Regions from separate parts of the Mus musculus genome. Here region 1 is linked to region 2. The links are chromatin contacts, called in public capture Hi-C maps. All regions are on one chromosome and are shown on one strand. The core of a region is the stretch at or near the end of the contact, and the rest is flanking DNA. Distances in the headings are between cores, read along the strand shown. Region 1 overlaps Crybg1 (crystallin beta-gamma domain containing 1). Region 2 overlaps Crybg1 (crystallin beta-gamma domain containing 1).

Region 1 (4,588 bases), core at 653-3,152, 40 kb before region 2:
TGCACATCTGTCTGCTCCAGGAGCTAGGAGGACAGCAGAAGTGTGGGCCACAGGCTGAGGATTCCCACCCCTTACCTATCTGTACTGGGCTGTTTTCTTTTTTAAAGAGCCCAACACTGTTTTACGTAAGCTTCAGGGATTTTTCTGAGAAAAGGTATGTGGCTCTCTAACATAAGAGGATTCACTAGCAAGGATACAACCTTACCATTATTTTTAACAAAATCAATTGCAGGGAGATGGTCTCTCTGGTTTTGCAAAAGAAACTCAAATGAAGGAAAACAGGAAGGATAAAGTGAAAGGAGCTGACAGCTGTTTCCCACTCTTAGCCATGACCCTGAGTAAATGCAAGCACTTAACAAATATTGACTAAGGCAGAGTAATATCTGCCCCTTAAAAGGGAAACAGGAAAGACTTTAATTAAGCCCAGTATGATGAAGCACACAGAACCAGATGGAGTGTTAGGAGTTCAAGGCCAGCCTGGTCTCCATAGTGAGTTCCGGACCAGCCAATGCTTCACAGTGAGACTCTGTCTCATGAGAAGAAAGAAAAAAATTTAGAAATTATTATAATTATCAAATTAATAAACAGGTTCTGTTAAGACTCCATTGCAAGATGGCAGTTTTAGAGGATTTAATTTTGTTTTATTAACCAAAACGATTGTTGTCCAGTAATGACTGTTTTATTTTTTTTAATAGCTTTTATTTTAGATTACAATATAATTATATTATTTCCCCCATTCTTTTCTTCCCTCCAAACTCTCTCACAAATCCTCCCTTGCTCTATTGTAGCCTATTTATTTATGTATTTATTTATTTTGGGTTTTTCGAGACAGGGTTTCACTGTATTGCCCTGCTGTACTGGAACTCACTCTGTAGACCAGGCTGGCCTCGAACTCAGAAATCTGCCTACCCCTGCCTCCCAAGTGCTGGGATTAAGGGCGTGTGCCACCACTGCCTGGCAACATTTAGCCTTTCTTATGGTTCCTCTAGCCTAATTGTTAGGAGTGAAACTAAAATTTACTTCATTAGGCATGAAAAAGTACCCAACTTTCCAATTGGCTTTTGCTGTTGCAAACATTTATCAAGGTTGGCTTTTAGGCTAGGGAGATTTTAAGTGTCTAGTCCTTATGCAACTGTTCTTCAGAACTGAGTGTGTTATAGCCCTAGGCCTCACAGACCTCCAGAGGTGGGGGTGTGGGTTTGTTCCTTTTTATGCATGTTGATATCTGGCATGGCTAGATAGATGACAGTGATAAGATTCCCAGAATCTATAAAGCTTCTGCATGACTCCCAGTGTTTTCTTTCTATGTAGTAGAAAGAAACCATCTTGTAGGTTGTATTTTAGGCCATTACCCTACAGTCTTGGGGTTGTGGGTTTGTTTTGTGTTGTGTTGTGTTGTGTTTGTTTGGTTTTCGTTTTGACAGGGTCTCACTTTGTAGCTATCCTGGAACTCATTATTTAGACCAAGCTGACCTGGAACTCACAGAAATTCTCCTGCCTCTGCCTCTGACTCCTGGGTGCTGGGATTGAAGGCACTGTGTTTTAGGATAAACACTTGTACAATAACTTTACTGTGGCTGAGGCATCTAGAGGAAGTGAGGAGTCCTTACAGGTGATAGGAGCATCTGAGGTGTGTGAAAGGCTGCCCTGCAGCTAAGCCTGCCTCATGATGACCTCTGGGCCCACACATCTCCTGGCCTTTCATTCCCGCTCACCTAAGTCCTGGAGCAGCGTGTGAGATGATGATTGGAGTGGCCAGGTGCGTGGCTGCTGTTTGGATCTGGGTCATGAGGAAAGGGAAGTCACTGGTATCTCCTCCTCCCTCAGAGGCAGGTCTGAAGTAATGAGTGTGCCTCAGACAGCACTTCCTGTTTCAGAAGAGCACTAGGCCAGGCCCTTCCCTGGGACTGCAAACGATAGCTCTCTCCTCCTCTGGCCACTGATAAGAGACCTGCCTCAGGACGGTGTGTATCTTGAGTCCGGGAGATCACGAGTACAGGCTTACCAAACAGAATCAACCCTTGGGTCCATGCTAAGCCTTACTAGTGTATACCATGAGTGAAAGGAGCAAGCAGACAGGCATCCTGGGTTCAGCCTACTGTGAGGCCTAAATCACATGGGTTTCTACTTCGATGCCTCAGATTCAGTCATAAACATGGCCTGACTCTACCTGTATCAGTGTTACAGTAAGTGTGGGGAGCTTGTTTCACGAGAAAGCCGGGCAGCAGGTAGAGAGCATCCGTTTTTGCCTCTCCCCACTCATTCTTTCCTAATAGAATCCTAGGTTTGTCAGATGTCTGTTCTCTGAATGGACACAGTGTCCTTCAGGCTCCAGGCTCAAAGGAGCAGGTCCAGGAACTGGTTTGTCGTGTAATGACATGTGACAAGAAATGGCTTTTGGGATATTTCCTCATTTCTGAGGAAGATGCACAAGAAGATAGCCTGGCATTTCTGTGATGTCTGGAACTGGAGAAGCCACAGAATCTAGAAGCAGTTGAGTTCACTGATTAAGCTCAGGAGCTCTTCTTAGTTTATATGTTAATAAACATTTTTTTTTATTGGTTTCTCTGAGCTAGATTTTGGGTTACTTAGAGGGGAAAGGATCCTGTACTATAAACAGGCAAGGATTGGCTCACAAGCAAAATATGTAGAAAGAACAAACAGCTTTGCCATCTTTGGACCATTTAACATGGATGGTGCAATAGAAGAGACAGCTCAGTTCTTGGACACCTGCCTTCACTCTCATAGGGGGCACACGAGAACATTTTCATCTCTTCAATCTCCAATAAATAAATATATATATTTTACTCCAAAGATCAGTATTAAGGACAGTAGACTATCTATACAATTTTGCTCTACTGCCCCAATTTATAAGAAATGATACTGTTTCAGGGTGTGGGTGTCTTTTCTCGCTTCCTATTCCTCTTGGCATATTTGTGAGCAGAGGGCAGATGGTTAGGGATAGAGAAGAGCTTGTGAAGAAAGGCTTTATGAAAGGTGTATCTGCGTAAGTCTTCCTACCTCCTCAGCTGTCGGGTGCTTCTCAGCTGTTATTCTCCAGTGTGTGTGTGTGTGTGTGTGTGTGTGTGTGTGTGTGTGTGTGTGTGTGTATGTGTGTGTAAATTATTAAAGAGTTGCCTGAAGAACTCTTTTACTTTGTTTGTTTTTCTGATAGAGCTTCTCTATGTAGCCCAAGATGATTTTTATATAGTATCAAATGTTGCATGAGATAGATCTGTTACGTTCTAACTAAAGAAATCATACAATTTCATCTCTGTTCCTTGGGGTTCCACTATGCAAACCCAGGTGACCTTGAACTCGGAGTCCTTCCTCCTCCACTTCCTGGAACTAGGATTATAGAATACCTCACGATGACAGCCCTATGAGATCCTTTAGTTCAATTCCTTTCTACACTGACACAATTCTCTTTCTTTGCTATGTCTAGAAGGGAGGAAAAAAAAAACACCGCTTCTAATGTCCCTTCTCATCTTTTGTTGTGCAAAGAATAATGTTTTGTTTTGTTAAAGTTGTATAGGAGAGACTTCTCCCAGTCATGCCCATGCCTGGCATGGTGGTGCTGCCTGCAGTCCAAGTAATTGGGAAGCAAAGGCGGAAGGATCAGGAGATCAGGGTCATACGTGATGATATAGGAAGTTCGGGGCTAGCCTGGGCTATGTGAGAACCCTCACTCAAACAACAAAACAAAACAAAACAACAGCTAAAGTAGGCGCATTATTCTCATACAGGGCTTCCTTTCGGGTATTACCTCCCTGATTTGCACTTTTCCGAATCCTAAAACATTCTCCCATTTGTCTCTTTACCCTTGGTATACTGTAGAAATTCTCAGAAGATTCCATTGCTCCTGTGAAACGTGAGGCATTGAGTTGCTACTTCTCTTCCCACCTCACTGGTAGTTTTCATTAAAAGCAGAAATCTTCCTCTACTTTATTCAGCCTCAACCATATGATTGGGGGGGGGGGGGCAGGGAGTCTATAAATGCTTGTTTTAATTTCAATGCTTTGGTAATTCAAAATGGCTTAAAGAATAGGGTATTTCTAACACAAAAGCTCAGAGATAAAACTGGTATTGGACCGAGTAAGTCAGCAGTGCATCAATATGTTTAGATTCCAGTTGCTCTTGTGTGTTTGTTCTGCTTTCTTTTCGGTCATTTCTCTGCCTATTTCCCTGAATGGTCCCAAGTCACCACCACCTGCAGGGAGAGGGCTTGTTTCTTCCTGTGGACTTTTTAAACAGAGGACTTTCCTAGTCCTTTAGCATCCACCCTTCATCCCTCGGATCGGAATCATACCATGGTGACTATGAACGCTTTTCAGGTACACAGACATAAAACAATGTTATAACATCCGGTAAGAGATATGCCCAAATTAATGACAGGGTAAAAGGACCAAAACTCAAGGATCTGACCTCATGGGTGACCGCTTCAGTTGGATATGGCTTCTGAAGTGCATGATGGGTAGGTGGTTGAACAAATTAGTGTTCCAAGCCAAGAAAATGTAGGGGGAGAAGATGGCAGGGGGCAGCTAAAGGAAATAGATTCGGGGTAGGCACCTTCAGTGTTAGAACACCT
Region 2 (4,496 bases), core at 672-3,171:
GTTATATGTAAGTACACCGTAGCTGTTTTCGGACATACCAGAAGACGGTGTCAGATCCCATTGCAGATAGTTGTGAGCCACCATGTGGTTGCTGGGATTTGAATTCAGGACCTTCGGAAGAGCAGTGAGTGCTCTTAGTCTCTGACTCATCTCTCCAGCCTGAGTATTTTATATTAAGAGAAATTTGGATGCTACTGTTGAGTGAAAGTTAAATTTATTAGGACTCTGACAATCTAAATCCTGAAGAGAATAGTTAAAAAAGCTGGCCAGCCTCAGACGATGCCCTGTGGAATCTGATGGGACTCTGGCAGCATCCTTGACAGTCTCTGTGTCTGCAGACCCCATGTTGATCTCCGATGATATAGTTCTCAACTCCAACTCATCCTCAGAGAGGACCAGAGGTAGAGCCTGGCTCTCTCCTGCTCCTGTAGGTTCTTCTGCAGATCTGGCCTCCTCCTCCCCTCTGTCTTTTGTGGATCTACCCACTAGTTCCATTTAGATGGTCCATTGTGCTTCCTATTGGCACCAGACACAGAGATCCTGGAAGGAGATCAAAGAGAAGGAAGGAAGTGAGGCTTAGACCTTCTTTCTTCTAGATCCTCTCCAGTAGGCAGGCATTGCAGGCCGCCTGTGTCTCTCAGTCCCTGCCAGCATCTCCTCCTCACATCTGTCTGTGGGTCCCTGTCTCAGGAGCAACTCCCTCCTTGCCCGTCGGGGCTGTTCTAGTCTTGGATCAGGACACTGCTCTTAGGGCCTCTGTGCCCACCATTGCCCCCATCTCCATTTCTGTCTTTTCTTTCTTGCAGGGCTTCTCTAATGCTCATTCTCTTTGTATGTGCTTTGCTAAGCAAGCCAGACTTGAGGATTTTTCACTGTAAAACAATGCCGTGAAATGAATGCATCCGTTCTGTAACTTTCTGGAGCGCTCACTGGGTATTTGGGACTCCTGTTGCAAGACTGTGAGGCTCTGAGAACACAGAGTGAAGGGAGACGGTAACATCCATGCTCTCAGGACAGGATGCTCCAGGGGGGAAATGAAAGTAAAGATACACACATTTTAATCTAGTGAGCTAGAGACAGGAAATTGGATGAATAATGTACCAGAGAAAGGGGGTAGAGATGACTATGAGGAAGTATTATCCTAACAGGTGGTGGAGTCACAGGAGGCTTCTCTAAGGTGACAGGTAAAAAATATGTGGTAGTCTGGAAAGGGCAGTCTGGAAAAACTGCGTGTGTAGAACAGTCTGAAGGGACTCTGACTGAAGCAAGGACTAGCTAGTGCTGAGAGATCATAGGACAATGGGTGAGGGGATTGTGGCAGCCATGTTGGCCACTTCTCAGAACCATCCGTGTCACGAGGGAGAAAGGGTTGCTCAAGTACACCTAACCTTTCCTCTTCCTGGGTGGCTTCATAAGAGTCCTGTAGCCCCAGGTTATTGAATGCTTAAAGAGGACTGACTCAATACTGCAGCATGGAACTGTACTGTCAAGAAACCCCAAGGATATCCAAGGCTCCATAAAGCTGACATTACAATGGAGATGAGAGTGAGGATAGAAAGAGATGGGCTAAGCAAGGAGGCCCTGACAGAAGGGACAAGATGAAAGGGACCCAAAGCAGAGGTGGTTTCTGCAGAGCCGGAGGTTAGAACTGATGGAAGGGAGGACTGGCTGGCCAGCCTCAGACTTAGTGACTGCCCTTGGACAAGTCCCTCGTCTTCTGTCTACTTGCACCTTGTCTGCAAGCCTGCTTCGATTTCCTATTGCTGTAATAAAACACTATAGCCAAGGCAGCTTAGGGAAGGAAGGGCTGATTGGGGCTTGCAGTCCATCACCAGCCAGGGAAGCTGAGCAGTGGCAGGCATAGCAGCTGGAGCCTGGAACTGAGAGCTGAGAGCTGAGAGCATGTATCTCCAACCACAAACAGGAAGCAGAGAGAGCCAAGTGGAGATGGGTGGCTTTTGAAACCTCAGATCCTACCCTCAGTGATATACTTCCTCCAGCAAGGCCACACATTCTAAACTGGCTGTGGTGATTTAAATGAGATTGACTGCCACAGGCTCATATACGTGCATGCTTCGTCCTCAGTTGAGTCAAGAAAGGAATTTGGATCCCTTCTTCCTCTAGCTCTCTCTCTCTCTCTCTCTCTTTCTCTCTCTCTCTGTCTCCCCTTCCCCCTCTCTCCCTCTCCCTCTCTATCTCTCTCTCTCCTTCCCCCCTCCCTCCCCTCCCTCTCTCCTTCCCCCCAGCTACTCCTCCAGCAACATGCCTTCCTGTCTGCCACCAGACTCCCCACCATAATGATAATGGACCAACCCTATGAAACTAGAAGCAAACCCCCAATTAAATGCTTTCCTTTATAAGAGTTGTCTTGGTCATGGTGTCTCTTCACAGCAATAGAACACTACAACACTGCCAAACAGTGCCACCAACTGGGGAACAGGTATTCAAGTGCCCTACGCTATGGGAAACCACTATAAAAAACAAGATAATACAATAATATGCTCCTCTTTCAATTCAACGAATTTAGCTCTAGGAAATGCTTACCAAAATTCGTGAGTCATAGTTGACTTAACACTCATGGTTACAGTTTATAAAAATAAGATATAAATATATAAAATATGTATCACGTGCTATCCCCGGAGATTCCCAGGCATTCAAGAGCACCTGTCCTGTAACACGGAAAACAAAAGATAGCAGGTAACATTCCACCTGCTGAGTCCTCCTCCACCCCTCACCGCTCACTGTGGTCCTCCCTGAGACCATCCTTTCCCACCTCTCTCCCCATACTTCCTTGTACTACAAGTCATCTTGTGCTTGGAAACAGGTTCCTTCTTGATTTTTCCAGAGCATCGCATAAAAATATGATTGTATAAGCACAATAGACTTTTGCTGAGAGCCTGGCACTGCAGGCAACCAACCTGCCGAGAACTGCACTTGTAGCTGCTGCTGAGAAGATGGCTTCTGCCATCCCACACACTAGAAGACTCTCACTGATCTTGTCCTCTCACCATTTCTAAAGTCCGCTTTCAAAATCCAAATCTATATGTTCTTGCCTTCCTAAAGATCCCTATTTCTTATTCAGACAAAACCTATTTTTAAAAAATCTGCTCAAGGGGCATCTCATTTTGGTTATCTATTTCCTAAAATGTGCCAGACATTAGAAGCTATTTTCTTCTTTGTAGCATAATCAGATTCTTGGTGAGAGCCCTTTAAGTGGAGGAGAACAGTATAGATTTATGAATGATTCTGGGTGTGCTACTCCATACTCAGCCCAGACTCCTACAAAAATGAAAACTATCGCTGTCTTACTGCAAAGAATAAAATTTTCCTTTTTGTTAGTAAAGAAAACACCTGGAGTGTTCCTGAGTGGAGAAAGACTGGGTGTTTATTTTAATCAAGAAAGCAAGAAGCTGGGAGACAGAACTGCCAACTTCCGAAAAGACAGTGGGGACGCCGGGCATGGTGACGCTTGCTGCTAACCCAGCACTGAGGAGGGGGTGAGGGAGAATCAGTAGTTCAAGGACACTCTCAACTACATAGTCAGTTTGAAGCTAGCCTGGGCTACATGAAATCCTATATCAAAGTATACCAACAGGGGCTGGAGAGGTGGCTCAGCAGTTAACAGCACTTGCTGTCTGTGAGAGGACCCAGGTTTTATTCCCAGCACCCACTTGGTGTGAAGCAACCATTTGTAATTACAGTTCCAGGGTTATCTCATGCCTTTTTCTGGCCTCTTTGGGCACCAGGCATGCACATGGTACCCAGAGACAAAATACTCATACACATGTAATAAAGTAATAAAAACATAAAACAAAGCAACAACAACAAAAAAGAAAAGATAAGGCAAAAAGGCCCTTCCTTGCCTCTATCTTGCTTGCTTGCTTGTTTGTTTTGAGATATCTGCTGTAGCCCAGGCTGACCTTGAACTCGTGACCTTCTTGCCCCTACCTCCCAAGTGCTGGGATTATAACTGTGTCACCATGCCTGAGTATTTTTATTTTTATAGTTTTGCTTTTATATCTGTGTGTGTGTGTGTGTGTGTGTGTGTGTGTGTGTGTGTTAGTCAGGGTTGTCTACAATAACAACTAATACAACAAACATTAATATACATTAAAGGATTATAATGACTCACAGGCTGTGGTCTAGCTAATGTAACTATATCTGGTGATATACAGAAGGTCCAAGAATCCAGTAATTGTTCAGTCCACGAGGCTGGATCATTCAGCTGGTCTTCAGTATACACTGGAATCCTGAAGAAGTAGGCTCAATGCCAGTGAAGGAATGGACTTGCCAGCTAGCTAGAGCTCTAGGAAGCTAGAGGAAGCAGGCAGAGAGGGGAGCTTCCTTCTTCTCTGTCCTTACATAGGTTTCCAGCAGAAGGTATGGCCTGGATTAAAGATGAACATTCTTGACCCCAAAAGTTCCACATTAAAGGTGTGTCTTAGCCAGGTTGTGGTGGTGAATACCTTTAACATCCATGAGTTTGGTCTACAGAG

Evidence for each region. Capture Hi-C pulls out chosen DNA fragments and counts their contacts.
Region 1: a capture Hi-C map of bone marrow-derived macrophages shows a contact between it and region 2, with 5 times the contacts expected there. The contact joins two enhancer-like sites. A contact is called at or near these places in 2 of 15 datasets of contacts at CTCF or cohesin (the G1E-ER4 cell line and the NIH/3T3 cell line), 5 of 484 Hi-C or Micro-C datasets (the C10 cell line, bone marrow-derived macrophages, embryonic stem cells and 2 more), 2 of 115 datasets of contacts at active chromatin or transcription factors (embryonic fibroblasts and embryonic stem cells) and 3 of 9 other capture datasets (adipose tissue, bone marrow-derived macrophages and liver).

What each region holds. Positions count from the first base shown.
Region 1 is chr10:44,066,590-44,071,177 of GRCm38.p6, reverse strand. All of the region lies in intron 1 of Crybg1 (crystallin beta-gamma domain containing 1), which reads left to right. Among named protein-coding and RNA genes, the nearest start is that of Crybg1, 80 kb to the left of the region's middle. Within about 2 kb of position 1,902, at least 102 of the 459 cell types and tissues checked have an H3K27ac peak or open chromatin away from gene starts, as enhancers often do. A contact at or near this core is called in bone marrow-derived macrophages, where this site is marked.
Region 2 is chr10:44,027,191-44,031,686 of GRCm38.p6, reverse strand. All of the region lies in intron 2 of Crybg1 (crystallin beta-gamma domain containing 1), which reads left to right. Among named protein-coding and RNA genes, the nearest start is that of Gm40636, 61 kb to the right of the region's middle. Within about 2 kb of position 1,921, at least 45 of the 459 cell types and tissues checked have an H3K27ac peak or open chromatin away from gene starts, as enhancers often do. A contact at or near this core is called in bone marrow-derived macrophages, where this site is marked.